7 separate regions of the Mus musculus genome follow, and all the other regions are linked to region 2. The links are chromatin contacts, called in public Hi-C, HiChIP or PLAC-seq, Micro-C and promoter capture Hi-C maps. All regions are on one chromosome and are shown on one strand. The core of a region is the stretch at or near the end of the contact, and the rest is flanking DNA. Distances in the headings are between cores, read along the strand shown.

Region 1 (4,211 bases), core at 193-2,692, 590 kb after region 2:
GCTAAACACAGCCTGGTTACTGGAGAGCAAGACAGCCCAGAGACAGAAGCTGTTAATTTCTCCAAGCAACCCAATGACTGGAATGCCAAGCCATACCAGGCTGGCAGGGGGAAAAAAATAAAGCTCTGTGAATATCCGGAACACATAAGCAGAAGGATGCTTAGTGCCATCGGCTCTGGGTGGCACCTCCTGCACTTATCTGGGCCCCTTTGTAAAGCAATTCAGTGAAGACGAGGCTGGCGCACAGTCGCCAGGACCCAGTGTGGAAAGCTGAACGCATTTAAAATTCAGCTAAACAGAACCAAAATAATCCGGGAAGGAGAGCAATGGTTCACCTTTATCTTTGCTGGCCCACTCAAGAAAAATAAGCCCCGTGGCAACGCTGAAATGCATTCCCTCTCTATACTGGCACATGCTATTTGGGTCCCAGTTCTCCAACTACATGTTTACACATCCCTGATCCAGCTTCAGTCTCCACACAGGATCAGGGATGTGGCTCTACCACCGTTCCCTCCTCCCAACCTCTATGCATTCATTCTAAGCAAGAGGCTCCCAGATCCACCCCTGGCATCTCCTACTGGCTGTAAAACAATACAAGGGCCCTACACCCCTACTAGCCTACAGAAACACTGCCACCGGGGCCTTCCAAAGCTCTGAAAACAACCTTGGCTGTGCTGGAGCCTGGCTTCCCTCCCCGGAGAGCCTCTCTCGGTTCTGAAGGGAGCCAAGTCCCCTCTCTACAGGGAATGTAAACCTGTGGCGGCTACTCCAAGCTCTGCGAGCCGTCTTCCTCTGACCGACATGGCAGCGGGGAAAACGCCCAAGCTCAAAGGAAGGAGTTCCCACTGGTGGTGTCTTTTGTCGGTGGTGCTGGGGACTAGGGTCAGAACCCAGGGCATCGCACAAACTGGGCAAGCTCTCGCAAACGCCCCTCCGTCTGTCACTGAAATACCGGGACCTGTCATAACATCGCTGCTGCACCCCGACACCGTGCAACACCCGGGTCCTCTTTCCACGCCCACCGCGGGCCCGGAAGGCCGCCGCGTCCCTCCTCCATAGACCGGGAGACCAAGGATCCCGAAGCAGAGCGACTCAGCCAAGGTCACTCGGTAAATCCAAAGCTAGATCAGCCTCCCCTCCCTACTGAGAGCCATAGCGCGGTGCCTGCCCCCGGGGGCGCCGGGGGCGCCGGGGGCGCGTGTGCCATCACCGGGGAGCCAGTGCTGCGACCAGCCGCCCGGAGCCGCCGCGGCCGCGGGACAGAGCCGAGGGCCTGGCCGGTGACAGCGCGCGCAGGGGTCCACCCTCCTGCCCCACCCGCACTCACCCACCGCTGCCTGCCAGGAAAGCGAGCGCCTCCAAAGCACAGGCCCACACGGCCCGGCCGCTCCCGCCGGCTCCGGGAACCGAGAACAGTACCGGGGGCAAAAGCAGCCCGGAAGTATTTGTTCCGGAAGTGACGCACGAAGGCGGGCCCTGAGGAAGGCTGGATCGCGGCTGCGCGCTGGGCCCAGGCGTGAGCGGCGGAAGCCTGTGGCGAGCTGGTGTACGCGAGGAACGGAGAGGCGGCGGCAGTAGGCGGAGGGCAAGCGCTTCTCCGTAGAACCGGACCTCACTCCTAGGGACCGCGGGGAGGCACGAGCGGAACCCGGAAGCAAATTAACTGGAAGTGACGCGCGGAGCTTCACCGACGCTGGCTGGCCGGGTTGTCATGGAAACAGGTTGCTGAGCGAGCGGGGAGATTGGTTTTTGTTTTCTTGGGGTTTTTTTTCACCTCATCAACTTCCCCTTGGTCAGGACAGTGCTGGAGAGCCCGGACTGACAGGAAGACCTGCGATCCCATTTCAATGAAGGAACGACGGAGGTCATGCGAGACTGGAGAGGGCCTTGGGTGTTACTGCTGGCTATGGAGGTTAAGGATGCCGGTGGGGTGGGGTGGCGGGGTCAAAAAGGCTTAGGAGAGGGCTCTGCAGTTTGCACTTGTTGCTTGCAGAGTACCTGGGTTCCGTTCCCAGCACCCACGTGGCGGGTTACAACCATCCATTAACACCAGTACCAGCGGATCTGACCTCTCACCTCCACGGTTATCTGGCATGTACGTGATGCACATAGGTAGATTCAGGCAACATGCTCATATAGGTAAAAGGAAATTGCTACATAGGGAAACTCTTTCTCAAGTAATAACTGGGCATTATTATTATTAATGGAAATAGTAGATTCCTATTAATTCATAGACGACCTCACTGTGTGGTTCTGTAATCCTAACTATTTGGAAAGCTGAGTCAGGAGGAGTGTGAGTTTAAAGCTAGGGTGAGTAACTTATCGAGCTCCTCCCTCAAAAAAATAAATAAATAAATAAAAGGTTGGAGCTGCAGCCCAGTCCTAGAACCCTTGTCTAGATTGTGTGTATTTCCTGGGTTCCATTCCAAACAAGGAAAAAAAGAGGGTGGGGAGACACCCAGTGTGGACTTAACTGGCTACTAGCAGTGTGTCCTTGATCTTGCCACTTAGTCTCTGACCTGCATCATAATACCTGCTAAAAGCAATAGCAACAACAACAATAATAATACCAGCTCCCTGGTGAGATGTAGCCAGAATGAATTACATAGAAACTGCTAGCCAGGCAGTGGTGGTGCATGCCTTTAATCCCAGCACTTGGGAGGCAGAGGCAGGCAGATCTCTGAGTTCGAGGCCAGCCTGGTCTACAGAGTGAGTTCCAGGACAGCCACGGCTATACAGAGAAACCCTGTCTCAAAAAAACCAAAAAGAAAAAAAAAAAAAGAAAAGAAAAGAAAAGAAACTGCTTAGTTGGCCGGAGAGATGGCTCAGTGGTTAAGAGCAATGACTGCTCTTTGGAAGGTCCTTAGTTCAAATTTGAGCAACCACATGGTGGCTCACAACCATCCGTAATGAGATCTGATGCCCTCTTCTGGTGTGTCTTGAAGACAGCTAGTGTACTTACATATAATAATAAATAAATCTTTGGGCCAGAGTGAGCAGAGGTCCTGAGTTCAATTCCCAGCAACCACAAGATGGCTCACAACCATCTGTACAGCTACAGTGTACTCATATACATAAAATAAGTAAATAAATCATTTTTAAAAATTAAAAAAAAAAGAAACTACTTAGTGGGGCTGGAGAGATGGCTCAGTGGTTAAGAGCACTGCCTGCGGTTCCAGAGGTCTTGAGTTCAATTCCCAGCAACCACATGAAGAAGCTCATAGCCATCTATAATGGGATCTGATGCCCTCTTCTGGCATGCAGGTGTACACTCATAAATCTTTAAAATAATAATAATAGAAACTGCTTAGTTCACAGTGAGCACAGGCACCAAGGCCCTAAAGGACTTGATGTTAGAGATGGGTAGTCTAGGTCAGTCAAGAGCTTGGTGTTAACCTGCTGGCCTGGAACTCATTTGCAGTCCAGGCTACTCTTCGACTCGTGGAGCTCAGCCTGCCTCTTATCTCCTGAATGAAGCTGGAGTTTTAGTTCCCTAATCATGGAAACCAGGTGGGCAAAACAATCGCTGATTTTCCTGCAGGACCTGCACAGTCTACACCTGCTGACAGCTTGCCACCTGACTCTTCACAGCTTTCTCTAAACCCCTAATTGCCACATTTAGTGGCAACTCCCTGAGATGAACTGCAGAGGACCTGGGTTCCCCAGATCCACATGCCAGACCCAGGGAATTAGACACCCGCTGGCTGGCTGGCCTCTGAGGGCATTGCACACATGTGGTGCACAGACATACATTCAGACCAAAAAAAAAAAAATGTTCATACACACAAAATAATTTTTTGTTGTTTTTGTGAGAGAGGGTTTCTCTGTGTAGCCCTGGCTGTCCAGGAACTCACTCTGTAGACCAGGCTGGCCTCGAACTCAGAAATCTGCCTGCCTCTGCCTCCCAAGTGCTGGGATTAAAGGCATGCACCACCACTACCCAGCTACAAAATAAGTTTTAAAATGTAAGACATTAAGCATCATTTGTCATTGACTGGACTTTTGGTTTTTTTCTTTTTTTCAAGACAGTCTCTCTGTAGCCCTGGCTGTCCTGCCTGGAACTCACTCTGTAGACCAGGCTAGGCTCAAACTCAGAGAGAGCCACCTGCCTCTGCCTCCTGAGTACTGGGATTAAAGGTGCGCACCACTACATCTCGCTTTTTCATCCCTCTGGCCTCCCCATCCCTGATACCAGGCTGTAGATGCCCTAC
Region 2 (4,168 bases), core at 860-3,359:
ACTAGAGAGGTGGCTCAGAGGTTAAGAGCACTGTCTGCTCTTCCAGAGGTCCTGAGTTCAATTTCCCAGCAACCACATGGTGGCTCATAACCATCCACAATGAGATCTGGTGCCCTCTTCAGGCATGCAGGCATACATGCGGGCAGAATATTGTATACGTAATAAATAAATAAATCTAAAAAAAAATTACCTAGCAACAGAGCCTGGTGGTGGTGGCAGTGGCACATCTTTAATCCCAACATTTGGGAGATGGAGTCAACCAGATCTCTGTGAGTTCGAGACCAGCCTAGTCTACAGCTCTGTCTTCCAGGACAGCGACAGCTACACAGAAAAACCCTGTCTCGAGAAGTCATAAGCAAACCAAACCAATCAAACAAAAAACCCCAGAACATCTTTACTGAGCAGCTGGGGTGTGCTGAGTGTTGGAGGCACGGCTATAAAGAAGAGCAGTAAGACTTAAGCTCTTGTGTAGAAGAAACACAAGAAACTCACACGCCTTGCAGACAGCATGAGGAGGAGGGCTGAGGGTAGAAGCACTTGCTGCCAAGACTGAGGGCCAGGGTTCAATCCCTGGGACCCACAAGCTGGTGAGACCTGACCTCACACAGCTACCATGGCACCCACGCACCCCTCCTGTTACATAAATTAACTCAGGATGATAGAATGAAGTCAAGCCAACCAGGTAAGATACAGAAAACCCAGTTTAGGGCTGGCGAGATGGCTCAGTGGTTAAGAGCACCGGCTGCTCTTCTGAAGGTCCTGAGTTCAAATCCCAGCAACCACATGGTGGCTCACAACCATCCGTAATGAAATCTGATGCCCTCTTCTGGAGTGTCTGAAGACAGCTACAGTGTACTTACATATAACAAATAAATAAATCTTAAAAAAAAAAACAGTTTAATGAGAACCTTACATAAACAATGCATGCTTTTGAGGGTAAGCGTTCCCATGAAGTATCGATTATGAAAATGAGTGTTTGTGACCTGGAATTCATGGCAAGCTAGGCAGCCTGTCCTTTACTGGCTAAAACGCAAAGTGAGCCAGCTACTCCTGGACCCAGAGACAGGAAGGAACACATATCAGTGCAGTAAAGTGGGGTAAGCTTGTAGCAGAGAGGAACAGAGAAGGCAAGCTAAGCTGGCTTCTTCAGCCCGGTCTTACTACAGAACACTAGGCTTCAGTCTTGATCAAAAACCTGCTTCTAGACCTTCACCTTTCTTTGCTTGCGAGGCGTACAGTCACACAACTGTCTCCTGGCTTTTGAAAAGATAAGATTTCTCTTGTTCAAGGGTCAAATGAACATCCCAGTTACCTTTAAGTTGCCACCAACTACATCGTCGTCTGAAAAAAAAAATTTTTTTTTGAGAAAGGATCTCACTGTGTAGCTATGCCTGGCCTCTGTGTAGACCATGCTGGGCTTAAATAAATGGCGATTGTCTTGCTTCTGCCTCCCAAGTGCCAAGTGGTAACAAGCATGAGCCATCGCCTTCAGCTTCTGAAATCATGTGTGTGTGAGTGAATGAATGTGGGTGTCTTCATCCATTGCTCTCTTAGTTTTCAAGGCTGGATCTCTTATGGAAACAGAAGCTCACCAATTAGCTAGACAGGCCGGCCAGTAAGCCCCAGCGATCTTCCTGTGTCTGCCTCCCCAGGTACGGAATTGTAGTCAGGCTGGCTTTTATGTGGGTGCTGGGGATTCGAACTCCCGTCTTCTTCCTTGCGCAGCTATCACTTGCTTAACCAAGCGTGCTATCCCCTAGCTTGAAATTCTTACTCATTCGTTTATTCTATTTGTCCTAGAACAGACGCTCTGCTCTGTCCCTTCGCTCAGGCGTGAACGAGCACGTTCCATCCAACAGTTAGAAGCCACTAGGAGCCACTCGCAGAACCTGCTAGGGTCTGAGGAAAGAAACCCAAAACAGAAGCCTGCGTCAAAAGGCACGGTCTCTTGTGACGTCACCGCAGACCCGAGCAATGGTTCCGATTGGCCCTCGCAGCCGGGGTGGGGCCAAAGCATTCCTGGCTCCACCCCGCGTCCCGGTCTCACTCGCACATGCGCAGTGGCCGCCACCTTAGCCGCCGCGCCATTTTGCCAGGGTTTGAATGTGAGGCGGAGCAGCGGCTGGAGTGGGGTAGTGTCGGCTGCAGCTCTCGCTTGGGATTCCCTCCTCGGTCTCGGCGTCCCCACGAGGTGAGGCATGGAGCGAGCAGGGTGGCCGCGGGGACGCGGCTGAGGGAGGGGCCGATCGCTGGGAGGTGGATCTGGGCCTCAGCCCGAGGACGCGCGCCTGGTCTTCCCCGCACGCCGCCTCTGGGTCGGGCCTGACCGCTCCGGGAAGCTGGGGCAGCTTGGGGCTCGGCCTCACGCGAGCTTCTCGAGCTCCCGCCCCTTCCCTTCCAGCGTTGCTGGGATTGGTCGCGCCGCCGCGTAGGCGTCCGCGGATTGGTCAAGCCCGCGCGTCCGTTCTCGGCGCGCCGGGGCCCGCAGCGTGAGCGCTGTTCCGCGCCGAGGCCTGACCTGGCCGAGCCGGTCTGGGTCCCTGGTTCTAAAAGAGGCCGGAGATCGCCCACTCTGACTTCGCGGGGCTTTGGCCTCCGCCAGAGTGGACTTGGCCCTCGGGTTTCAGCTGGCTGTGACGTTCGTGTCCCTAGGACCTAAGGAACCTACAGGCGAATGGTGTTCCCCTGCCTGGGGCTCGCCGGCTTTCCAGTTAGATAATCTGTCCCCACGCACACTCCGTCTTTCCCTAGGAGTGTAATTCAGAGCTAGTCCTTGCCTCTCTACGAATTTCCTAGTTTTTAAATAATTAGGTGATGCTGGGCGTGGAAACCGTGCTCCCTCACGTGTTGAACAATCTCTTCCACTGAAATGGCATTTTTACCCTCTCCTCAAACTTACGATTCTTCACTTGCATATTCGGTTAAGTGGCTTGAAGGTTCCGCTGACTGCAGGCTGTGTTTCCCAGAGGGCTCGCCTGAACTGCTGACCATGGCCATTCGTCTCTCCATAAGCACTGTCGCCTCCATGACCGGCTCTTTTAAGTATTCATAGTCCCGTCCTGTATGCTAAGTCCCCAGCTTTCGTGATGTTAGAAGCAGCTGACCTCAGATCTTGGCGGGGCTGCCTCCCTCCCTGCCTTTCAAGTTCCCTTCTTAGGGAGGAGTTCTCAGTTCTCACTGCGATGGCCACATCACCCACGTTTATGTGTCCTGTAGCATTGACCTTATATGTAGTAACTACTGCTTGTTTCTCACGGTTCTCATCTGCTCTGAGTTATCTTTAAGGATAACTTTTTATTGCTGGGTCCCATGTATGAGAGCCACATGGTGAATGCTCTGTTATTTTATGAAGACATGGAAGGTATCTGTCTGTCTGTCTATCTATTTATTTTGGATAAAGGGTCTTTCATAGCCCAGGCTAGACTTAGAGCGTTATCTTTCTACAAGTGTAGGCTACCACACTCAACTCTTCTTCACTTTTCCATTTGTGCAAAGGAATTTTCTCCCCTCTGGCTGTTTGGTGTTCTAGTTGGGCTTTGGGAAGCCAGTCTCTAGACAGGAATTGGTTGAGAGAGCAGTGCTTTTAACTGTGGAATTGATTTATTGCCTTATTTGTTTAATATCTCATTCTATGAAACCCTGGGAATATAGTGAAGAATCACAAGTGGACAAGGTGTCTCTCTTTAGGGAGCTCACGTTCTAATTGGAGGAGTCCGTGAGTGAGTTCAGGTATTTCAGGTCGTGACAGAGGTGACAGGTGAAGAGGTGGCGTTTGAGCAGAGACTAACCAGGGAAAGGTGAGGTGAACAAGAAACAAAAACTCAAGGACAGAAACTCACTTGGAATTCGGGGCGTCTTAGGAAAATCCAAGTCAAGTGGTGGGAAGAAGAGCTGGTGCAGGACTTTGTGGCCGTGTAAGTTTGGGTTTGATACAGAGTGGAAGCAGAGAAATGATGTAGGGACTCAGGTTACTGCCCAGACTCCTGTTGTCTTGAAGTGTGCTTAGTAACTGTTCTTTTTTTTTTTTTTTTTTTTTTTTTTTTTTTTGTGGTGTATGGGGGATATAACTCCCCCCTTTTTTTTTTTTTTTTTTTTTTTTTTTGATTTATTTTATTATTATATGTAACTACACTGTAGCTGTCTTCAGACACACCAGAAGAGGGAGTCA
Region 3 (4,210 bases), core at 140-2,639, 840 kb before region 2:
AATAATACACTGGTTTTCTTTTGTTTTTTTTTTTTTAAAGATTTATTTATTTATTATATCTAAGTACACTGTAGCTGTCCTCAGACACTCCAGAAGAGGGAGTCAGATTTCGTTACGGATGGTTGTGAGCCACCATGTGGTTGCTGGGATTTGAGCTCCTGACCTTTGGAAGAGCAGTCGGGCGCTCTTACCCACTGAGCCATCTCACCAGCCCTACACTGGTTTTCTTTTGATGTTTGAAAACCAGAGAATCTAATTACCTACATTCATTACTACATTTCAACCAAATCACCATTCATTTTCTCCCATCCTTTTGAGACTTGGTTGTCCCATTCTACAGACATGAGTTCTGAACTACACAGGAGTACACAAGACACAGTGCAGATGCAGCTTCAGGCATCTGGGTTCTGAGCCACCACCGGTCACATGTACTGATTTACATTTTTTCCCTTGTTTGCAGCATTTGCTTTTGGTTGCTTTCTCAGGTGTAGCTAACCATTCCTTTGTGTTTGATGTTTAAGGGACAAGCTTTGGAGTCCAAACAGGATGTTTTCCAAGGCCAAGAAGCAGCAGTAATGATGGATCAGAAGGCTGCACTATATGGACAGACATACCCAGCTCAGGGTCCTCCCCTTCAAGGAGGCTTTAACCTTCAGGGACAGTCACCATCGTTTAACTCTATGATGGGTCAGATTAGCCAGCAAGGCAGCTTTCCTCTGCAAGGCATGCATCCTAGAGCCGGCCTCGTGAGACCAAGGACCAACACCCCGAAGCAGCTGAGAATGCAGCTTCAGCAGAGGCTACAGGGCCAGCAGGTAAGACCGGGCTGTCAGGGGCTCTTAGGCTGTGCTCTCCGTGGCCCTTGCCACCGGCTCTCCACTCTTTGCTAACTAAAGGAATCCCTTTTGCTTTCACTTCTCTGTAAGATTTTGTTTATGCAGACAGTTCCTTGATAAGGAGTGTGTATTAAACTTGGGTATCTTTCTATATGTATATTCTTTGCTATAACATTAGCAGTGGCAAAATGGCTCAGTGGGTAAATGTACTTTCCAAGCAAGCCAGGCAAGCCAGTTTAATTCTTAGAGCCTTGCTTAGTGCATGCTGTTAATCCTAGCACTTGAGAGGCAGAAAGAAGCACAGGTCTCTGTGAGTTCCATGGGTCAGCCTGGTCTACAGAGTGAGTTCCAGGCCAGTTAGGACAGCACAGTGAGCTGTTTGACACAGGACAGGACAGCAGGAGGAGCAGTGTGTCTTGATGGCCCTTGGAAGGCATTTCCTCAGCTTTTTGTTTTAAAGACAAGATCTTGATGATTGTCTAGGGGACTTGTAACCACTTCTGTCTCAACCTCTCCTGCCGGGATTGCAGGCATGCAATGCGTTAAGCACCCCTGTTGACTCAGTATTTTAATGGAAATCACTTCTTGATGCACTTTGGGGCCGGAGGCATGCTCAGTGGTTAAGAACACTTGTTGCTCTTGCAGAGGACCCGTGTTCAGTTCCTGGCACCTACTGTGGGCAACTGACTGTCTAACCTCAGTTCTAGGGAATCCACACCCTCCTCTTTCCTTAATCTGCAGTTGCTTTAAAGCATATTTGTATGGTTGCACGGGCTGGTGAGTGCTTGTTACCAGGTGGCAGTGAGTCACCTGAGTAGGAGAGCCCAGGAAGCCAGAGCCAGGCTATGGCAGCCCCTGCAGCAGGCTCAGAACTGGGGAAGCTCTGTGCCTGTGCGCATGGTACTATTTTATAGCTTAGTCCTCCTTTCTATTAAGTGCTCACTAGTGTCTGATCAAGTCAGAGTAATTTTGATTGTCTGAGCAACAGTCCCTGGAGAAACTTGACACTGCATTCCTGCTGCAGTTGTTTAAGCCTCACACCGAGGCAGGGAATCGGCGCCAATGTCGCTGTCCAGGAACTCTGTCCTGCGAACTTTTTTTCTATTTTTTTTTTTTTTTTAAGGTTTCTTGTATTTTTAATAGTGTCTGTGCAGTTCGTGTTTGCGCGCGCACGCACGCACGCACGCACGCACGCATGCACGCCTGCAGAGGCCAGAGGTGTGAGGTGCACTAGAACTGGGGCAGTGGTGACTGAGCCACCATGTAGGTGCTGGGAAAGGAATCTGGTCCAGTGGATGGACTGTGCACGCTCTCAGCTGTAGAGCTGTCTTCCTTCTGCAGGATGTAAACGACGACGAACCAATTCAGTTTAAATGTGGCTCCCTAGCTTGGTGGGTCTGGAGAGATCTCACTGGGTGGGGGTAGTGTATAAAGCTGATTGGGGCTCACTAACACGCTCCACTTGACCTACTAACCCAACTCTGTTCAGTTTTTAAATCAGAGCCGGCAGGCACTTGAAATGAAAATGGAGAACCCTGCTGGCACTGCTGTGATGAGGCCCATGATGCCCCAGGTACGTTCCCTGCAGAGAAGGGGCCAGTCCAGGCGGGACCCACGCCCGGCCTGGCCTTAGCTATGCCTGTTAAATAATTCTGAAGTTTTTGTAAGAATTGGTTGTCACACTGTCTCTCTCTCTATATATATATATGTATGTATATATATGTGTGTGTGTGTGTGTATATATATATATATATATATATATATATATATATTAATGTTTATGAGTGTGTTATCTGCATGGATGTCTGTATCATGTGGAGGCCAGAAAAGGACATGAGATCTCCTGGACCTGGAGGTACAGATGGTTGTGAGCAGCCTTGTGGGTGTGGGAATTGAGCCATGTCTCCAGCTCCTGTACTTGGTCTTTCACTCTCACTCTGCTTTGTCTGTGATGAGGGGCTGGAGAGAAGTGGCTACTTGATTACAACCATCAGTAAACTCACCCAGATTGATTCCCTTTGTGATGAGCTGCTGTGTTGTAAGATAACTGCCTAGTGTTTTGGGATTCTGGGACTGCCTCTGACCCTGCACAGGAAGGACGCTCACTGGGCAGCGTTTGGAAGCCACGGGTGTAAAGAACCGCTTGTGTATACTACCCTTTAGTTACAGAGAGGGCACTCTGTTCTTTCTTGTCCATAGCTGGTGTATTGTGAGATGCTATGAAATGAAGTTAATTGTGTGTCTCTTGGCTACCAGCAGGCTTTCTTTAATGCCCAAATGGCTGCCCAGCAGAAACGAGAGCTGATGAGCCATCACCTGCAGCAGCAGAGGATGGCGATGATGATGTCACAACCACAGCCTCAGGCCTTCAGCCCACCTCCCAACGTCACCGCCTCCCCCAGCATGGACGGGGTTTTGGCAGGTTCAGCAATGCCGCAAGCCCCTCCACAACAGTTTCCATATCCAGCAAATTACGGTAAACCTGTCAGATTGTGCCCTTATCAAAGTAGGGTTAGTAAGGCCCCAAGCTGCACCAGTTCCGTTGAGTGTGAAAACAAAAGTACCGCTCACTCCATCTTGTTTGCCAGGAAAACTGTCTGGAGCTGCAGGAAGCTGGAGTGTGCTGCAGAAGCAAGGAGTGTGTGTTCCCATAGCTGGACTTTTTTTTTTTTTTTTTTAGCCCCTGCAAACCCCCTCATCCCCTTATTTGAAAAAGATCACATAAACCTTCCTCTTGCCTGTTCTTCATGTCCCATGTGATATCTCTGGACACTCAAGCTTGAGGGGCAGATCCCAGTATGGGCTTCGCCATCCCTTTTTTCTGTGACTTGGGCACTTACTGTGATTATATTAAGCAGGCGGTGCTTCAGGCCCACCTTTGGGGAGGTTTTGGGACAGAGATGTGTTGTTAGAGAGTGCAGCCCTGCCCCGCCACGGTGCCCTGGATGGCATTTTTTTTTTTTTTTTTTTTTTTACTAAATTGATGACTTTGTCATCTTAGTGAGAAGCAAGAACGACAGAGCATCGGCGTGGAGCCTTTTTTCTCCTTCCTTCTCCATCTTTGGTGATTCTAGGATGCTGAAAGTCCATGGATGCTGCATTTGAACACTGATTTCTGTTCATTTCTTTAAGGAATGGGACAACCACCAGAGCCAGCCTTTGGTCGAGGCTCGAGTCCTCCCAGTGCAATGATGTCATCAAGAATGGGGCCTTCCCAGAATGCCATGGTGCAGCATCCTCAGCCCACACCCATGTATCAGCCTTCAGATATGAAGGGGTGGCCGTCAGGGAACCTGGCCAGGAATGGGTAAGGATGGGACTTACTTTTACATCCTAGTGGGGAATCCGGGAACCTGTTTCTCAGTCACACTTAC
Region 4 (4,125 bases), core at 810-3,309, 730 kb after region 2:
GGGTTGGCCCTGAGAGAAGCCTGCCCCCTCCTCATCAGACTCGCTCATCACAGCACACAATTTTCTTCAGAGCACTTCCTGCTTTTTGGAGTCACTTTATTTCCATCCTGAATGGCCTTCTGTCTGGTTTGAATGAAACCTAAAGACAGTGCTCTGTCTACCTTGTCTGCTACTAGTAACAGGACACAAGAGGCCCCAGGAACCATCTGTGGACTAGACAGGCGCTGAGGAACGCCTGTTTCTGGGTTCCCTAAAGCCTTCCTATGCTATCTAAGCTGTGCTATGTGCGCTTCCTTCTTTTCATGGAGCTAGGGATGGAATCCAGGGCCTCCGACTTGCTGGTCAGATCACTCTAGCACTGAGCCTCACCCAGCCCAAACTCTTCTGGATTCTGTACACAGCAGCTGCTGCTGAGCTGCTGTTTCTATCTGCACTCCTGAGGCACGGGCAGGGCCTCAGAAGTTAGAAGTGGCTGTCAAACCGGATCCTGAGATGTCCTAAAGCAAGGACAAGCAGTGCTGACTGGTAGGGCCACCCCAGTACTGGCTGCCTGGCACCTCTCTGCGAGATACCCTGCATCCCACCCCAGTACAGCCTGTGGCAGACTGGGTCTTCCCAAGTGCCCACCGCCATGTGTTTGTCAGGAAATGGACTGACTTGGCTCCGCAGTCTTCTCCAGGACACACCAGGCACTGTGTGGTGGGTCACTGCAGGCAGCACCTCTCTGCTTCCCACCCCACAACATCTCCTCTGGTGGCCTCACAGCCCCAAAACACCAGTGCCTAGGCTGGTGGCCTGTCCTTACCCCTTGCTCACCTCCACCAACAGACTCCCGAGGATATAGCCCCACACCAGAAGGGAGCACCCACTCTCTCCTGAATCCTTCATTGGAAAAGCAGACTCCCATGCCTTCCCAGACCCCGGGGGATCTCCTTCACCAAACCCACTCCACCTTCTCTAGCCTGCCAGAGTCCATGGCTCATAATCAAGTACAGGTTGCCGGTTCTAAGGCAGCAGACCCTTCGGGTCTCCCCATCTGGCCTTCTCTTCTTAGCCCATCAGAGACCGACAAGAGCTTCTCCCCTAAGAGCATCCCCTTTACCCTCTTGCTATCCCTTCCATTTGATCCAAGGGCTCTCATTTCACTGCTCCTCTCCTACCCATCCAGATAATGGAGAGTTTCTGAGTTGAACCCACATATTTTCCCCCAATTCGCAGAAGGATTAGGAGTGACAGGCACTTCCTCCATCCGCTCCCCGCAGGAAGAGGTTTTTCTTCTCTAAAAGCAGCATCTGCGGGACTGCACCCCATCCCATTCTCCCCACTGCAGGAGCCTTCCCAATGGCGACACGCCCCAACAGACCCCACCCCACCCCCCGACACACACACCAGGGCTTCCTAGGCACCTGCTCGTGCCCATCCAACGCGGCGCTCGGCTCCCAGCGCGCCTTCTGAAACCTATCCCTGGTCTCTGCAACCCAGGCCTGCTCCCACGGCAGAACGCCCGGGCTCAGCCCGTGCAGGTGCCCGGATTTCCCTGGGAAGCGACCACCACGATGAGAGCAGCCCCGACCCTAAATTGACGCGGGGCCCCGGCGGCCTCGCCTGCGGCCCGCGAGGCTCCGTGCGTGTTCCCTAGGGTTGCGCCCGCGTACCCCCGCCGGGCATTCCCGGCTCCCAGTCGCCCGGGCCAGCTCCCAGCGGGACCTCGCCCGGGCATTCCCGAGCACACTCGGCCCCTCTGCCGGCCTCTCCCCCACCCCCCGCCCCCCGGAGGCGCCCGAGCCTCCGGCTTGGCCGCACCGCCCACGGCCCGGCTGCCCCCGCCCGGGCTTCCGGCCGCCGCCTGATGGTCCCAGGCCCGGCCGAGCAGCCAAACGCAGCCGCAGGGACAGCGCGGAGCCCTGTCCCGGCCACCATGGCCTCCGCTAGACCGGGACCAAGCCCAGGGAGCCCGCGCCCCGTCCGCCAGCACGCCCGGCGCCCCCGCTCACCCGAGCCTGTGGTGGCTGCCATCTTGCGTCGCTGTCGCTCGAAGGCCGGCCCCTTCTTCACCCCCCCTTGAGTTTTTCTCCGGGCGCTAGTGCGCAGGCGCAGGTGTAGGCGCAGCCGCAAACGGTGCCGCTGACGCCCGCTCGGGGTCGCAGGAGCCGGGCGGGAAGGGCTTTGCCCGAGTCTTCAGTGAGCGAGCATGAGGGCGGGGCAACCTGCAAGCCCCGCCCAGCCCGAGCGCGGGGGAGGCGTGCAGGTGCTCGGCTCGAGGGCCCCGGGGTGACCGTGCGCTTCCGGGAGAATAGAATGGGGGGGAAGGGCTGTGGAGCCCCGCGCCTGTTCCCAGGCTGTTTCCGTCCCCCTGTGTCCTCACCACGTAGCGAAAATGAAACCGCGAGAGATGAAGTTCAACTCAACTGCTAAGTAGCTGAGTCAGAATTTGACCCCAAGCCAGATGATCTTTGTTATGGGGTATATGGAGAAAAATAACACCGAAAGGCCTGAATGCGTCAAATTGTGGGCCAGTACAATCTTGTTTCCGGCACTGTTGCTGTTCTGGGGCCTGAAGCATGTAGGGACAAGGTGCAGCTAGGGGCTTGAGAACCACCAACCTTGAGACATGCATTCTGCTTGTTTGTTTGTTTGTTTGTTTGTTTAGGGGTTTTGTTCGAGACATGCTCTCAACTCAGCTGTCCAAGAGCCCACTATACAGAGGATGACCTTGGCTGTCTGATTCTTCGGCTTCTGCCTCATGCTGGGGTTGCAGGCTTGTGTTTTAGAGTTCTTCTTAGAGATGGAATTATGTGGGAGAACTGTGCTTGGTGCCGGACATGGCAATGTCTCCACGAAATGAGATTCTCTTCTCAATTGCTACATTCTAGTTGGACAGAGAACAAGTAAGCCAATATAAATAGATAAATATACATTTTACCTATGATAAGATAGGGGACAAACCTATAAAGGGCACCAGGAAGAATCAGAAAAGGCCTCCTGCAAAGGTCTGAAGACACTTGTCTGCATATAGAGTAAACCCATCACAAAGCCACCTTTGATGTGAAACCCTTAAGGGGACTTGGAAATCGAGGATGAAGTAGCCAGATAGGCTGCAGATTATACTGCTAAGAGGGACAGCAGAGGGGCAAGGAAGCTGGAGACATTCCTGGAACATTCCATTTGTCATCTGTTTGGTGTATTCTAGGTAGCTCCACTGCATTTCCTCTTGAGGAAGTACGTGGTAAGCTCAGAACTACCGTCCTGCAGAAGATGCACACCAGCCTAGGAGTCTGTCCCACAGAACAGAGGGAACCAGGTCTCTAGGTAAACTGGGAAGGGTGAGTGCACAATACACTGAGGCTCTGCTCCCGGGGCTGGGGCTATGCTGGGGGCCGTGACGTGTCTGTGGCCTTGTATTTATGAAGGCTTTCCCTGTTTCCCAATATTGTACCTGCTTGCCGAAGTGTCTGCAGGTTTGAGTCCACAATACTACGACAGCCTCACTCTAGCCTTGACCTTATGACACATGCAGGGCCTCTCTAGCGTGTCTCTGCCTCTTCTCGAGGCTGCTGGAACCTCACATGGTCTCCCTGTCCTCAGAGCCTTTGGGCTCTCCTATTGTAATCGTCTCTGGAGGCTCTTGAGATGCCAGGAGTTCCAGCTGCTTGCCATATAGCTTGCCTTTGCTTCACATGTCACATGACACAAAGCGTCCTTTGGACGCACAGACAACATTCGCTCCGGGTTTCGAGCCACTCTAAAGCACTGGGACCTAGAGCAAGCATTTGTCTCTGGAGGCTGACTCACTTCAGAAGTGAGAGTCTCTAGATTTGGGTCTTCATTGTGAATCTTTTTGGGTGGCTTCTGCTGAGAGGTTTGTAAAGATAGCACCCCTGTAATTGCAGCAGTAGGGAGGCTGAGGCTGGAGGCTGGAGAGTTGGGGCCTGCCTAGAATACATGGTCAAGACGCTGACTCTAACAACAAAGTACACCCCCAGAGGTTTGAAGCACCTAGTATCTGGTTCAACATTCTGAAAAGGGGCTAGTCTCACTCTATGCTTTGATAAATACCCTGGACGATGAGAGGATGCGGGTGCGGCAGGAAATCTGGCATTTGCTAAGCCACGTATAAATGCCAGG
Region 5 (3,927 bases), core at 663-3,162, 750 kb before region 2:
AGGCAAGGACAGATGGAAAGGGGGAAGAGGGCGGGCATCCCCACAGACAGAGCAAATATCCAGATTCAAACGAAAGCTGAATGTAATTACTTGGTTAATTAAATATTGACTTTTAACTCAAAAAGTGATTAAAACAAGCTGCAGGAGAGCCAGTCCTGGAGGGGTGGGGCCAATCAGAACTTTCAGGAAGTGGGGAGGGGGAAGGGGGAAGGCGGGGGTCACCACAGCCATGCTCTGTGCAGAGCGTCCTTCTGTGTAGGGAGACAAGGCTCTCAGGGTCCCCTCCAGGCAGAGATCACTAAGCAGACCCATGGCCCCGCGGGTGGCTCCTTCCATCTGCCCACTTGGAGCCTCCTTTCGCCACCAGCCGCCCTCGCAGGGACTAACACTACCATCCGCGCTTCCCTGGGTGACACTCCGTGCCTGGTACACTCAGAGCGCCACAAATGCTTGTCGAATGAATGAATGAATGAACTACTACTCTCTAAACGAAGTCGCAGTCCCCGCTGCAGCGTCCCCTCCGGGCTTCTGGAGCCCGCGGCGGACGCAGGTCTGCAGGGCGATGGGTTCTGACCTGGCGCGGGAGAAGTTTTACGATTTCATTTGTCCTCCGTTCTGCGAGTTCCTAGTCCCTGCTTGCTCGGGTCCTGCCCGGACAAGCCACACGTGGTCTGGCTTCTAGCTGGCCCTCTGGATCTAAACCTCAAGGGGTCAACCGGGCCATGCTCCTGCAGCCCGCGGGTCCACGCGCCCTTCCCCGGGAACCACCGGGGCGCGGGAAGTCCTCCCCTAGCCGCCCAGCCTTGCAGACGGGGTCAAATCGGTCAGCCCCACTGAGGCCGGCCGGTACCTAAACCTCCGGGTAACACCCTCCCTGAGCCGGGCAGCGGGGACCGGCTGGGCTCACCTGAACCGTGCTCGCCCTGGAATCTGTGATCCGGGCCCGGCCCCGCGCCCCACTCACCGCGCGGCCCCCGCGGCCTCACCGCGTCTCTGCCGCAGCCGGGCCGGGCCGCGGGGCGTAGGGGACTCTGCCTTGCCGCTGCTCCAGCCGCCTCCGCGGCATCCCGGCTTCTGCTTCGCCCCGCCCGCCCCGGCCTCCGCGCGCGCCAGGACCCAGGACCCAGCCGCCTCCCGCCCCGCCGGGGACCCGGCGATTCAGCCATCGCTCCTCACCTCCGCCGCCGCGGCCGCCCCGCGCCCCGGCCCGAAGTCCCGGCGGCTCCCGGCCTGCTGCCTGCCGAGCCGGTGGCCGGCCGCGCTCCCGCCGCCGAGCGCGCACCCTCGCGGGCCCGGGGCGCACTCACCCGCACCCGCTCCCGCTCGCCCTGGGCGCGGAGTTGAGGCTGATGTGCGCTGAGCAGGGAGCTGCCGGCGAGCCGGGACCGCGCGTGCGTGTGTGCGCGCGTGTGTGCCACTCGGACCGGGGGCGCATCTCTTAGTCCACCAGACACCGGCGCGAAGTCGCGAGGGCCATGGATCAGGCCCCCGGGCTGGCGCGCAGAGAATCCAGCCTCTTTCCGCTTTTTCGTCCTCCTCCCTCCCAGCAGCGAGGAGCCAAGTGTTCCCTGAGGCGTGCGACAGCCCCGGCCCGGCGCTGCCCCTCGTAATGACACGTTAATAAATGTTTTCTTTTATCCGCTTTCACAGGGGCTCGCCCTGGTTTGCAAACACCCGGCAGCCTTAGCTGAAAGCCCCGCGCTCGCCTCTAAACACACACGCACACACTTGCCATTGGAGACGCCGGCTCGGGCCGATCCCCAAGCTAGATCGCGGGAGGAACTGCCCACGCGCCTGGGACCTTCCCACGCGTCTCCGAAGCTCTCTGAGAAATTAAGTTGAGCTCAAGCGAAAGCAGAAGCGTTGCCCAGACATGGGCCGGGAATGGGAAAGAAAGGGGAGGCCGGTTCCCTTGGTAAAGGGAGAACTCTGACTCCAGGTGGTGCTGTCTGCGCGGTTTCTGCCGTCCCCGAAGCCACCAGAGGCTTGAGGGGGCCCTGGCTGCCAAGGGTGGGTGAAGAGCCTCACAGAGCCCACCAGTAGCTTCAGAAAGTACAGCTGATGTGCTAGGGGGTTATCGACCCTGCGGTGGAACGGGGCGGGCCTCGGATGGAAACGTAACCCCTGAAAGTCTTCCAAGATGTTCATCCATTTATAGATACTGAAATCAAGACAGAGCCGTTAAGTTATTGGCCCAAGGTCAGATAGTTGGATCAGGATCTGAACCCAAGAAGCTGAGCTCCGGAGTTGTATCTGACCCCCCAGGCTGCGCTTATTTTCAAGATCCTCCTTCCCCTGGTGGGATTTTTCTAGTTTTCTGATGGATAGCGTTTGTCAAATTCACGTAGTAAAAATAACAGGGCACCGATGGAGATGCACTAAAATCACGTCCTCGCTGTTTATCTAAAATTCAAGCGGGTTGTCTGGACTGCGTGGGGGGCTCTCGACTCCGCCCATACAGTCGTTGTACTAACCCTGAACTTGCTTTCCTAAGCCGGGGGCAAGCCCCACCTTTGGCTAGTGTAGAGTCCTGGCTGGATACAGGATGTTAGGCGTGAGTATTCGCTTTCATGAACCCCCCCCCCCACCCTCCACCCCACCCCCAGGCATTCCAGTCTCAGTGCTGCATGAGAAGGGGCTGGGCCCCTGCAGCGCTGTTCATTGGATGCTTGGGGCAGAGGGCTCCCATCCTTGAGATTCTGAGAACTTCATTAGAAAGCACAAACACACAAACAAACATCAAATGTACAGTGCTGGTGCACGCCTGCAATCCCAGCTCTTGGGAGGCAAAGGCAGGAAAATAAAAAATTCAAGGTCACCCTTATCTACACACAGGGTGATTAAGACCAGTTGGAGGTCCAGGAGACCCTATTAAAACAAAACAAAACAAAACAAAACAAAACAAAAGGAAAAAAATCTCAGAAAATAAACCAATAAAACAGATAGAAAAGCAGGTGTAATCAGTTTCAACATCCCAGACATTTAATTGAATAATTAAATTGATTAATTTATATATCCTTATAGGGTCAACTCAGACAGTATTCTCGTGGCCCACATCTGTGATGCCTGCACTGGGAAGGCTGAGGCAGGAGGATCACCCAAAGTCAAACTTTCTATATAGTGATACTGTCTCAGAAGCACACGAAGCAACAACAATGTATACACTTGATCTTTTTGTATCCTTCTCTTTTTCTGCAACAGGTAACTTTACATGCTATACCCATCCTGGCTTGGGGTTCTCCTCCCAGGAAGAACAGCAGGTTCTGTGGCCAAATGGAGAGCTTTGCACCTGGTCATCACATGAAGTGTACATTCATAGTTTTTGGAGAACATGTATGCTCAGAGATGACAGAGGCTTGTACACAGCCCACAGGCTGCACCTGGCTTTGAACCACATGCCTTATTTCAGCAGTGACTTTCTAGCAGGTCTGCAGTGTCCTATTGCGGTCTGGGCAGGAAGGATGCAGAATGGAATCTGTGCCCTGTTTGCTCTGAGGTTCTAGAGAATGCTCTAGAAGTTGGGGATTTACATCAGAAAACACTAGGACCACACCCTTGCACTTCAGACTTGACTCTCTGTAGATGGGTGTGCCCAACAGAAATTCCAGGAAAGAGGGCAGTTCTCAGTCTCCCAGTTGGGACTGAGCGCTGGAGGAGGGTGGTATCATGTGATTTCTCTTATGTTTCTTTGTTGTAATGGAAATGGAAAGTGGTGGCAATGCCAGCACCTGACCACTTTTCTTCTTTACAGAGGAGGAGACAGAGCTTAGGGACAAGTGTGTGTGTGTGTGTACCTGGGTGTGTGATTCAGGGAATCATTAATCAGTTAAGACAATTGACTTCCCCCTAACTCCTAGTGCACACCTAACCCTGCTGGTCTGGGCCTCAGCCTGTTGCCTGGGCTCTTTCCAGGAAGATGAAAACGGC
Region 6 (3,848 bases), core at 1,031-3,530, 950 kb before region 2:
ACCTCTGACCAAACACACACACACACACACACACACACACACACACACACACACACACACACACACATTCACTCACATGCACAGAGATCAAGGTTAGCCTCTCAGTGTTCTTCAAGCCAGTGGCTCTTGGAGTTATGGTCCTCTGTTGTCCTTAGCAGAGCTGGTGGCTGTACTTTCTTAGCCACCGGGGCCTCCAATTTAAAGCCTTTCTTTATATTCAGTCTACTTGCTCTCTCTGTGATCCAGGAAGGCTACCATTACATTTCCATAGAGGCTGTGGTAATTAATAGTGGTGGTAAGATTTAATGAAAGAGGGAATTAGGATCCAGCCCCTGGCTGCTTTCACAGAAGGCCACGCTAACAAGCACTAAAGGCCTGACAGGGAGCTGCTCTCTGCTCCAAGGAAGCCTCCCACCTACCCCACACCCTGACATCTCCCTGGAGACTGTTCTGTACAGCAAGTGCCTGCTCTCTCCCAGTGTTCGAGGCCTCTCGGGGATGCTCTGAGTACAAACCCTAGTAGTCCAAGTCCAAGACAGAGATTTACAGGAAGCAGGGCATATTTATCACCCCCAGCACTCAAAAGGCAGAGGCAAGGGGATTATCAAGAGGTTGAGGCTAGCCTGATCTACATGGAGTTTTAGACCAGCCAGCCAGGGTTTCATAGGGAGACTTTATGTCCAAAAACAAAACAAAAACAAATGAACAAAGCCCCGAAATGTCAAGTATGGGGTGAACACTTTTAATCCCAGTACTGGGGAGGCAAAAACAAGGGGAACCCTTTGAGTTCTAGGCCAGCCTAGCAAATTTCAGAACAACCTGGGCTTTGTCTATCATCTATTACATATATTACGATTATACTGGGTTCATGTAGATGAGACTAGCCTAGCACCCACCTGGAAATCATGACAACTCTCCTGCCTCGGCCTCCTAAGAACTGGGATACAGGCATGAGCCACCACACCTAGATACTATATGTGATGTATGATTGATTGATTGATTGATTGATTGATTTTTTGGTTTTTCGAGACCGGGTTTCTCTGTATAGCCCTGGCTGTCCTGGGCCTTACTTTGTAGACCAGGCTGGCCTGGAACTCAGAAATCCGCCTGCCTCTGCCTCCCGAGTGCTGGGATTAAAGACGTGCGCCACCACGCCCGGCCTGTGATGTATGATTTATGATTTGCATGTATATACACTGTACACACTGATACTTCACATGTGTATTTACTGCTTTATTACATATGTACATATGAACTCCATATATGATGCTTGCTATGTATAACATATCATGTGTCATATAGACAGTATTATTACTGTCCCACTTACTGATGGGAAATCTGAGGCACAAGAAGTTTAGTAACTTATTTAGAGTCACAAAGTCTGGCCAGTTAGCACAGTGCTAACTAACAGAGTCATCAAGCCACTAAATACCAGTTGACTTTGTCTTCGGGACTCCTTGGTTTTGGGAGCCATGGTTTCACCATGACAGGTTGATTGGGGAAACATCTGTTTGTCTCCCTCTGGTTTTTGTTTATTGGTTTGTTTGTTTGTTTGTTTGTTTTCCGAGACAGGGTTTCTCTGTGTAGCCCTGGCTGTCCTAGAACTCACTCTGTAGACCAGGCTTGCCTTGAACTCAGAAATCCACCTGCCTCTGCCTCCCAAGTGCTGGGATTAAAGGCGTGCGCCACAACACCTGGCTTGTCTCCCTCTGTTATTTCCTCCTTCCTAACACAGTACAAAACCTAGAACTGATTGACTATAAGCCCAGGACTCAACAGGTAGAGGTAGGAGGAGAGAGAGAGACTTTGTGAGCTGTGTCAGCCTCTGCTACATAGCAAGTTTGAAGCCAGCCTGGGCTACATAGTGAGAACACACACATACATACAGAACTCAGAGCTCCACTTTTAGGGACTCTGGGATCGAACTCGGGTTGGGCCAGCAGGGTTGTAAATGGGCACCTTTACCACTGAGCCATTTTGCTAGACCAAATTATCAATTTTACTATGCTTTCTAGTATCAAAACCAGGATCTCTCTCCCAACCGGCAGGAGCACTGCTCAGCCTCCGAGCCTTCACGGTTTTATTTTTCCGGTAACACTGAAGGGTCCTCATAGCTGTTACGGCCTCCTCAAGTCCTCTCCGTCGGAGAAACCCTGGGGTGGGCCTCCTGGCAGTTTGTTTTCTCTTCATCGCTGACAAGCAGGATCAGATCAGGCTGAACTTCCTGTGGAAGAATTCACAGAAGAGTTATTTATGGCTACTTCATCTTCCGGCGCCGAGACAGTGACCGGGGTTAAAGTTAGAGGGGTGCGGAAGTGGAGCACGGGGAGAAGAAGGCGCGGTCGGGGCGCAGCTGCTTAGATAAGCTGTTTAGATTGCACACTGAGTGGTATATATTTAACGCTTATTCTTTCACACTTTATTAATTTATCTGCTTGTGTTTTCGCACGCACACACTACAGTGTTCATGGAGCGCTCGGAAAACGCGTGGAAGTCAGTTCTCTCCTACAGTGTGGGTCCTAGGGACTGAACTCAGCCCGCCAGGTTCAGCAGCAAGAACTTTACACACTTAGCCATCTTCCTAGCCCAGTGCCTAATATTTTAAAATCTACTGGAGAAAGAGAGAAGAAAGAAAACTGTCTTCTTCCATTTGTTTTGAGAAAAGAGTCTCCTGTAGCCTAGATTCCTCTTAAACTCCCCATTCTGAGCTGAGGAAGGCCTTCGACTCAGACCCTCTTGCCTTTGCCGCCATGCCCTGAGCATGTTCTGTGACTCAAGCCTGTAATTATACCGTGGGGAAGGCAGAGATGGGCAAATCTCTTCGAAGTCAACGGGCCCTTTGGGTGGCTCACTCCAGCTCCAGTTCCAGGACTTCTGACACCTTCTGACCTTGCACAGGAAAGCACACATGTGCACAAACGCACAGCCACACATATGTACACATATGTACAGAGGAAGGCCAGGAAACCAAAGCCTCCTTCTCGGAGCCTTCCTTGACTCTCGGGACTCTTTCTTCTAACTTTTCTTTTTCTTTCTTTCTTTCTCTCTCTCTCTCTCTCTCTCTCTCTCTCTCTCTCTCTCTCTCTCTCTCTCTCTCTCTCTCTCCCTTCCTTCCTTCCTTCCTTCCTTTCTTTCTTTTCTTTTTTTTTTTTTTATTTTTGGCTTTTCCAGACAGGGTTTCTCTGTATAGCCCTGGCTGTCCTGGAACTCACGCTGTAGACCAGGCTGGCCTCGAACTCAGAAATCCGCCTGCCTCTGCCTCCCGAGTGCTGGGATTAAAGAGAAGCTTCTGAAGGTCCTGAGTTCAAATCCCAGCAACCATATGGTGGCTCACAGCCATCCGTAGCAAGATCTGACTCCCTCTTATGTAGTGTGTGAAGACAGCTACAGTGTACTTACATAGAATAAATAAATAATTTTTTTAAAAAGTAGCTTGGGCTGCAAAGTGAGATCAAGATAAAATTCAGAGTCATAGACACACAGGAGAGAGGCCTGGGGAAGACAGAGGAAAAGCCCTGGTGGGGGTGGGGTGAGGTTGAGGAATCAATACACCCAGCATTTCTAGCAAACCCCAGAGACAGAGGTGGGCTGGAGTACCTCTCCCCAGAGAGTTCGAAGCAACCCAGTTCTGCAGAAACCTTCATTTCTGTCTTTTGTCTTCAGAACGGCAAAAGGACTCATTTCTGTGGTTTAAAGTCACCAGGTTTGAGATCATCTGTCATCTGAGCTCTAGGGAACCAATCTGCTCACACTGAGCGAGAGAGGAAAATGAAAATTATGGCGGCATATTATTTTAACCAGTTTGACAAAGATCACAAGGTCTGATAGCAGCCAGCCAGCGCCTGTTC
Region 7 (4,258 bases), core at 1,246-3,745, 880 kb before region 2:
AATAGTGAGTTTTGTGTTACCCAACCATTATAAACACAACTTGGGTGTGGTGGTATGTACTTCGGAGGCCAAGGCAGGAGTATCATGAGATCCAGGCCAGTCATGGCTAAGTGGGTGAGTTCAGGACAGCCTGGACTTTATAGTGAGAGCTTGTTCTACATAAAACAAGAGGTACAAGAGAACAAAAACAGGTGAGCCGAGAATGCTGCTCAGAGGTAGAGCAGTGGTCAAGGCCCGGGCTTCACCCACAGCATGAAAGACACATTTAAGCTGGGCCTAGTGGTGCATACCAGACTCTAGAACCTAGGAACCTGAGGCAGGGGGATTTCCATTTTAAGGTAGCCAGAAGACAGTGAGGTGAAATCTCATATCTATATGTAGAATCTGTAAGGAGTTGGGAAAGGGGGAAAATATCAAAAAATATTGTATAAAAATTTAAAAAATAACACAGTACATTAAACAAGTAACCAAGAAAGGCACATGGGTTCTCTGATGATGATACGTATCTGGAACATCATAGTTTGATTGATATTTGAAAAATATCACACAGTGCTTTTATAGATGGCCATTATAGAAAATTACAGAAGATGCAGGTTTCCTGACTCTGCCGGTATGTTTGTTACCAGCTCACTGGTGTAGGGTGCAAAGCCGTACAGACGGGGTGTGTGGTATATTTTAGGTTTCCTTGCTGTGCTAGCAGACACTGATAGCTTTACTTGCCATTGATGTGTATACTTTGAGATTTTTTTTTTTTTAAAGATTTTATTTATTTATTTATTTATTTATTTATTTATTTATTTATTTATTTATTATATGTAAGCACACTGTCACTGTCTTCAGACACTCCAGAAGAGGGAGTCAGATTTCGTTACGGATGGTTGTGAGCCACCATGTGGTTGCTGGGATTTGAACTCTGGACCTTCAGAAGAGCAGTCGGGTGCTCTTACCCACTGAGCCATCTCACCAGCCCCCTACTTTGAGATTTTTTAAAAAAGACATAACATTTGCATAATGCTGAGGTAAAAATTCAATTGCATGTCAGGATAAATTTTTATGAATTATTTTATTTAGAAAATAATAAGTTTTGGATTTTTTACTCTTGAGTTAGGCCTTTCCTGGTGTTGGTCAAGGGAACCATGAGTCTGTGGTCTGTAAGACCTTATCTTCCTTTTGTACAAGTTAGGGTCACTGTGTACTTGCCAGTTCGGTTTACCTTGCTGTCTGGCATTATTTGTATCATTTTAAGTGGTTAATGGTTTTTGCACATTATCTGGGAGGACCTTTTAGATATAACGTTGACATGAACATTATGCTCATTGAATTACATTTCTATGTAAAAAATAGAGATATTTTTCATCTTTATGTACCAGGATCCCAGGAGCTTGCCAGTCTTTTTCTTGCCAAGATAACTGTGTGGAAATGGAACCCATTTGCTTCTTAGTAAATAAACATCCCCACCCTCTTTCTCCTCCCAGCCTCATGCCAGCCTTTGCCTGCAGCTGCAGTGGCAGGCATTGTTCAGGAAGTGACCTTGGCTCGAATTAATCAAATTCAGAACACATAGAAAAGATTCTTGCTAACATGCTGACTTGATATAGAATTTTGTCGCATCCATTTTCCTGTGCAATGAGGCCATCCTGTAAAAAGAGAAGATTCTTCAAATTAAACGTGCATGCACACGCTTCTGTAAGCCATGGCAAAAAGAACAAACTAGATGTATTTTAAAATTAGAATTATAGCCATAAAATTATATCATGGGGGTTTGGAAGTTATTATTAGAAAATTAATTCTATCTTTTTTTCAACTTGAAATTATAATATTGATTTTATTCATGGTCTGAAACATGTATATCAAGATGCACTATAGAGTTTCTGTGTAATGAAGACACTATGCTGTACTCTGGGCCTCTGGTTGCTGTATAGTAAGTGATGCATTATAATTTATTGGTTACCAATTGCATTTCAGAAATAGCTGGTATTTGATGATCTCACTTTGGACAGAACCTACTATCCTATACGGGATCGTTTTAGTAGCCGATGGCGGTGCCTATATGGGTCTCAAATCTAAACTTGTAAAACTGCTAATATTCAACCAGTTGGTATATGTTACCTAATCTATAAATTAGGATTTACTAGGTCATTTCCATAGGAGAGTTTGTACAGCTGTTTCCTCCTTGTCTTGTGGGCTTCAAGGAATGGTGTCTCACACTTGTAAGCCTAGGACTTTGAGGCTGGGGCAGGAGGATTGCTGCTTTTTCCACCATTTGGGACTTTAGAGAGAGATTGTCTTAAATTCCCTCCCATAACCATCCCTTTAAAAAAAAACACGCAAAAAAAAAAAAAAAAAAGAAAAAAAAAAACCAAAACCCCAAAGACCAAAACCGAAACAACCCCAAATTACCATGCTGGCTTCAAGCTCTCGGGCGTCAATGTCCTGCTTCCTTATTGCCCTGGGGAGGAGGAGAGAGAAGGGGAAATGGGGGCCGGGGTGGGATGTTGTTGTGCCTGCCCTGTCCTCTCCATCTTGGCCCTGCCCACTGTCAGCACAGAACTCTGAGAGCAGTGGTGATGGATCAGCGTATTGAGTTTTTGCATTTGTAGGACGTTTATATGAAAGAGCAATCAGGAGGCCAGCTCTGCTGAAAGGCTTTGCTTTCCAGTTTGTTCCAGGCGGAGGCTGCACTGGGTCCTGGGGGGTTGGCGAGAACATGAGGACACACATGGCCCCTGAGAAGCTCTAGCTGTATTTCTGTAGCCGCCTCTTGTGAAAAGAGTTGTATCAGTGACCTGAGGGAGTCAGAGCCTAAACACTTTAATTGACAGCCTTCATTATCGAGTCTCTTTTCAAAGCATTCACAGGGAACTAAACGGGTATCATCTCCTATCAGTTCTTTAGGTTGTTGGTAGAATTCAAGCGTCATGGAAGAAAATATTTTCCTAACATACCCCAATTATTTCTTTGTCTTTATATCATTATCAGTTGGTTTGTTGGATGCTCTAAGATAAAGAAACCTTGAATTGAAGGAGAAAGGGGATAATTATCAAATCATTTTTCTGCACAAATCAGTCACCTGAACTTAGGGTGTCCGCTGCCCCCTTTAAAAACAAACAAACAAACAAACAAACACCCCTTTTCTTCTTAAGAGAAGCCAGGAGGAACGGCAGCAGCAGTTCTGGTAGCCAGGGAGTTAACGCTCCTGCAGCCCGAGGGTCAGCACAGTCTCATTTGCTGATTGGCTGCTAAAAGGTGAAATTGAAACCACTGTAAACTTTTGACCCTGTAGCAGTTCCTGTGGAAAGCCTTCTACTGGTGGAGCCTGCTCACCTCCACCCCCACTCCCACCCCCTTTGCCTGTATTTATTTTGTGTGATCCTGCAGGACTTAGCTTTTCAGAGAGGGAGAGAGTGGGTGAGACAGAGGGAGAGAGGGAGAGAAGGAGGGAGGGAGGAGCTGTAGAGCAAGCAGCTGCAAGCAGCTTGCTGACAAGCCAGCTTCCTTTCTGTAACTAGGTCCTTACTAACTTAAGCTCAGCAAAGAGGTGAGGCCAGTTCATAGACTACTGCCACTAGGCTTCTGTGCTCTTTCCTTAGCTGCTCAGATGCAGAACGCTGTGCCCCGCAACTCAGTTCTCCTGAGGTAATGTCCCACTGTGTAAACTGGCTGGCCTGATGTTGGAATTAAAGGCATGTGCCAACACACCCAGCATTTTTTAAAAGTTTTATTTACCCCCCCCCTTTTTTTGGTCCCCCTCTGAGGCTACATGTAGTGTGTGTTTGAGAAAATGCATGGCATCACATCCGGCTGTGCTGAGCTAAAAACTTTCACTTTTAGTTACCTTCATTCATTTCGTTTATGTATCCTGTCTTTTAGATGCCCAACATTATATACGTATTATTGGAGTTGGATTAGTGGGTAAAGGAGTTTGCTGCCAAGGCTGGGCTGGGGCCCCATGGTGGCTGAGAGAATAAGTATCTGGAGGTTCTTTTCTGACTTCACCATTTCTGTGATGGGGCGCACACGAACAGGCACACTCACATACGAATGAATAAAAACATTCTCTAAACTGTCTGTTAATCCCATTTGCCTTTTTCGGGGGTGGGGTGGTCCTAAGATCGAACCCAGTTTTTTGTACATGTTGGCAAGCCCTCTATGTCTTCAAGTCACAATTTATTTTTGGGAGAGGACTTACCTATATAGCCCAGGCTTACCTATATAGCCCAGGCTTACCTATATAGCCCAGGCTTACCTATATAGCCCA

What was found. Promoter capture Hi-C pulls out the DNA fragments that hold promoters and counts their contacts. Hi-C and Micro-C count contacts between places; a contact is called where the count stands out from the background. HiChIP or PLAC-seq counts read pairs in DNA pulled down with a chosen protein or histone mark.
Region 1: a contact with region 2 is called in a promoter capture Hi-C map of liver, with 4 times the contacts expected there. The contact joins the promoter of Spata2 here to the promoter of Cse1l in region 2. A contact is called at or near these places in 4 of 39 promoter capture datasets (frontonasal cranial neural crest, liver and pre-B cells) and 2 of 115 datasets of contacts at active chromatin or transcription factors (microglia and pancreatic cancer cells).
Region 3: a contact with region 2 is called in a promoter capture Hi-C map of stem cell-derived epiblast-like cells, with 4 times the contacts expected there. The contact joins the enhancer-like site here to the promoter of Cse1l in region 2. A contact is called at or near these places in 9 of 39 promoter capture datasets (3T3-L1-derived adipocytes, the HPC-7 cell line, cranial neural crest and 6 more), 3 of 115 datasets of contacts at active chromatin or transcription factors (astrocytes, embryonic forebrain and large pre-B cells) and 1 of 9 other capture datasets (embryonic stem cells).
Region 4: a contact with region 2 is called in a Micro-C map of embryonic stem cells, with 4 times the contacts expected there. The contact joins the promoter of Ube2v1 here to the promoter of Cse1l in region 2. A contact is called at or near these places in 2 of 39 promoter capture datasets (erythroid cells and liver) and 3 of 484 Hi-C or Micro-C datasets (CD4 T cells, embryonic stem cells and myocytes).
Region 5: a contact with region 2 is called in a promoter capture Hi-C map of embryonic stem cells, with 3 times the contacts expected there. The contact joins the promoter of Sulf2 here to the promoter of Cse1l in region 2. A contact is called at or near these places in 2 of 39 promoter capture datasets (embryonic stem cells and stem cell-derived epiblast-like cells), 6 of 115 datasets of contacts at active chromatin or transcription factors (astrocytes, bone marrow-derived macrophages, embryonic stem cells and 1 more) and 1 of 9 other capture datasets (liver).
Region 6: a Hi-C map of B cells shows a contact between it and region 2, with 9 read pairs. The contact joins the enhancer-like site here to the promoter of Cse1l in region 2. A contact is called at or near these places in 1 of 39 promoter capture datasets (embryonic stem cells), 1 of 484 Hi-C or Micro-C datasets (B cells) and 1 of 9 other capture datasets (macrophages).
Region 7: a contact with region 2 is called in an H3K27ac HiChIP or PLAC-seq map of microglia, with 10 times the contacts expected there. The contact joins the enhancer-like site here to the promoter of Cse1l in region 2. A contact is called at or near these places in 3 of 39 promoter capture datasets (cranial neural crest, liver and pre-B cells) and 4 of 115 datasets of contacts at active chromatin or transcription factors (astrocytes, embryonic stem cells, microglia and 1 more).

Annotation. Positions count from the first base shown.
Region 1 is chr2:167,491,432-167,495,642 of GRCm38.p6, forward strand. Spata2 (spermatogenesis associated 2) reads right to left here and starts at 1,443. Exons shown (of 3, transcript NM_170756.2): 1 at 1,328-1,443. It also overlaps a transcript of Rnf114 not described here.
Region 2 is chr2:166,903,987-166,908,154 of GRCm38.p6, forward strand. Cse1l (chromosome segregation 1-like (S. cerevisiae)) reads left to right here and starts at 2,110. Exons shown (of 25, transcript NM_023565.3): 1 at 2,110-2,191. Gm31204 (a long non-coding RNA gene) reads right to left here and starts at 3,308. Exons shown (of 3, transcript XR_866966.3): 1 at 1,593-3,308.
Region 3 is chr2:166,065,237-166,069,446 of GRCm38.p6, forward strand. It overlaps Ncoa3 (nuclear receptor coactivator 3), which reads left to right. Exons shown (of 23, transcript NM_008679.3): 18 at 522-815; 19 at 2,326-2,409; 20 at 3,093-3,312; 21 at 3,969-4,143. Among named protein-coding and RNA genes, the nearest start is that of Gm52534, 53 kb to the right of the region's middle. Within about 2 kb of position 1,390, at least 5 of the 459 cell types and tissues checked have an H3K27ac peak or open chromatin away from gene starts, as enhancers often do. A contact at or near this core is called in embryonic stem cells and stem cell-derived epiblast-like cells, where this site is marked.
Region 4 is chr2:167,629,946-167,634,070 of GRCm38.p6, forward strand. It overlaps Ube2v1 (ubiquitin-conjugating enzyme E2 variant 1), which reads right to left and starts at 2,060. Exons shown (of 4, transcript NM_023230.2): 1 at 1,995-2,060. The coding sequence starts at 2,016. Gm31852 (a long non-coding RNA gene) reads left to right here and starts at 2,529. Exons shown (of 3, transcript XR_375265.4): 1 at 2,529-2,888; 2 at 3,191-3,309.
Region 5 is chr2:166,153,771-166,157,697 of GRCm38.p6, forward strand. It overlaps Sulf2 (sulfatase 2), which reads right to left and starts at 1,913. Exons shown (of 21, transcript NM_028072.5): 1 at 1,733-1,913.
Region 6 is chr2:165,952,746-165,956,593 of GRCm38.p6, forward strand. No RefSeq gene overlaps it. Among named protein-coding and RNA genes, the nearest start is that of Platr29, 27 kb to the right of the region's middle. Within about 2 kb of position 2,281, at least 133 of the 459 cell types and tissues checked have an H3K27ac peak or open chromatin away from gene starts, as enhancers often do. A contact at or near this core is called in B cells and macrophages, where this site is marked.
Region 7 is chr2:166,027,961-166,032,218 of GRCm38.p6, forward strand. The region is part of intron 1 of Ncoa3 (nuclear receptor coactivator 3); the gene reads left to right. Among named protein-coding and RNA genes, the nearest start is that of Ncoa3, 37 kb to the left of the region's middle. Within about 2 kb of position 2,496, at least 243 of the 459 cell types and tissues checked have an H3K27ac peak or open chromatin away from gene starts, as enhancers often do. A contact at or near this core is called in astrocytes, liver, microglia and 2 more, where this site is marked.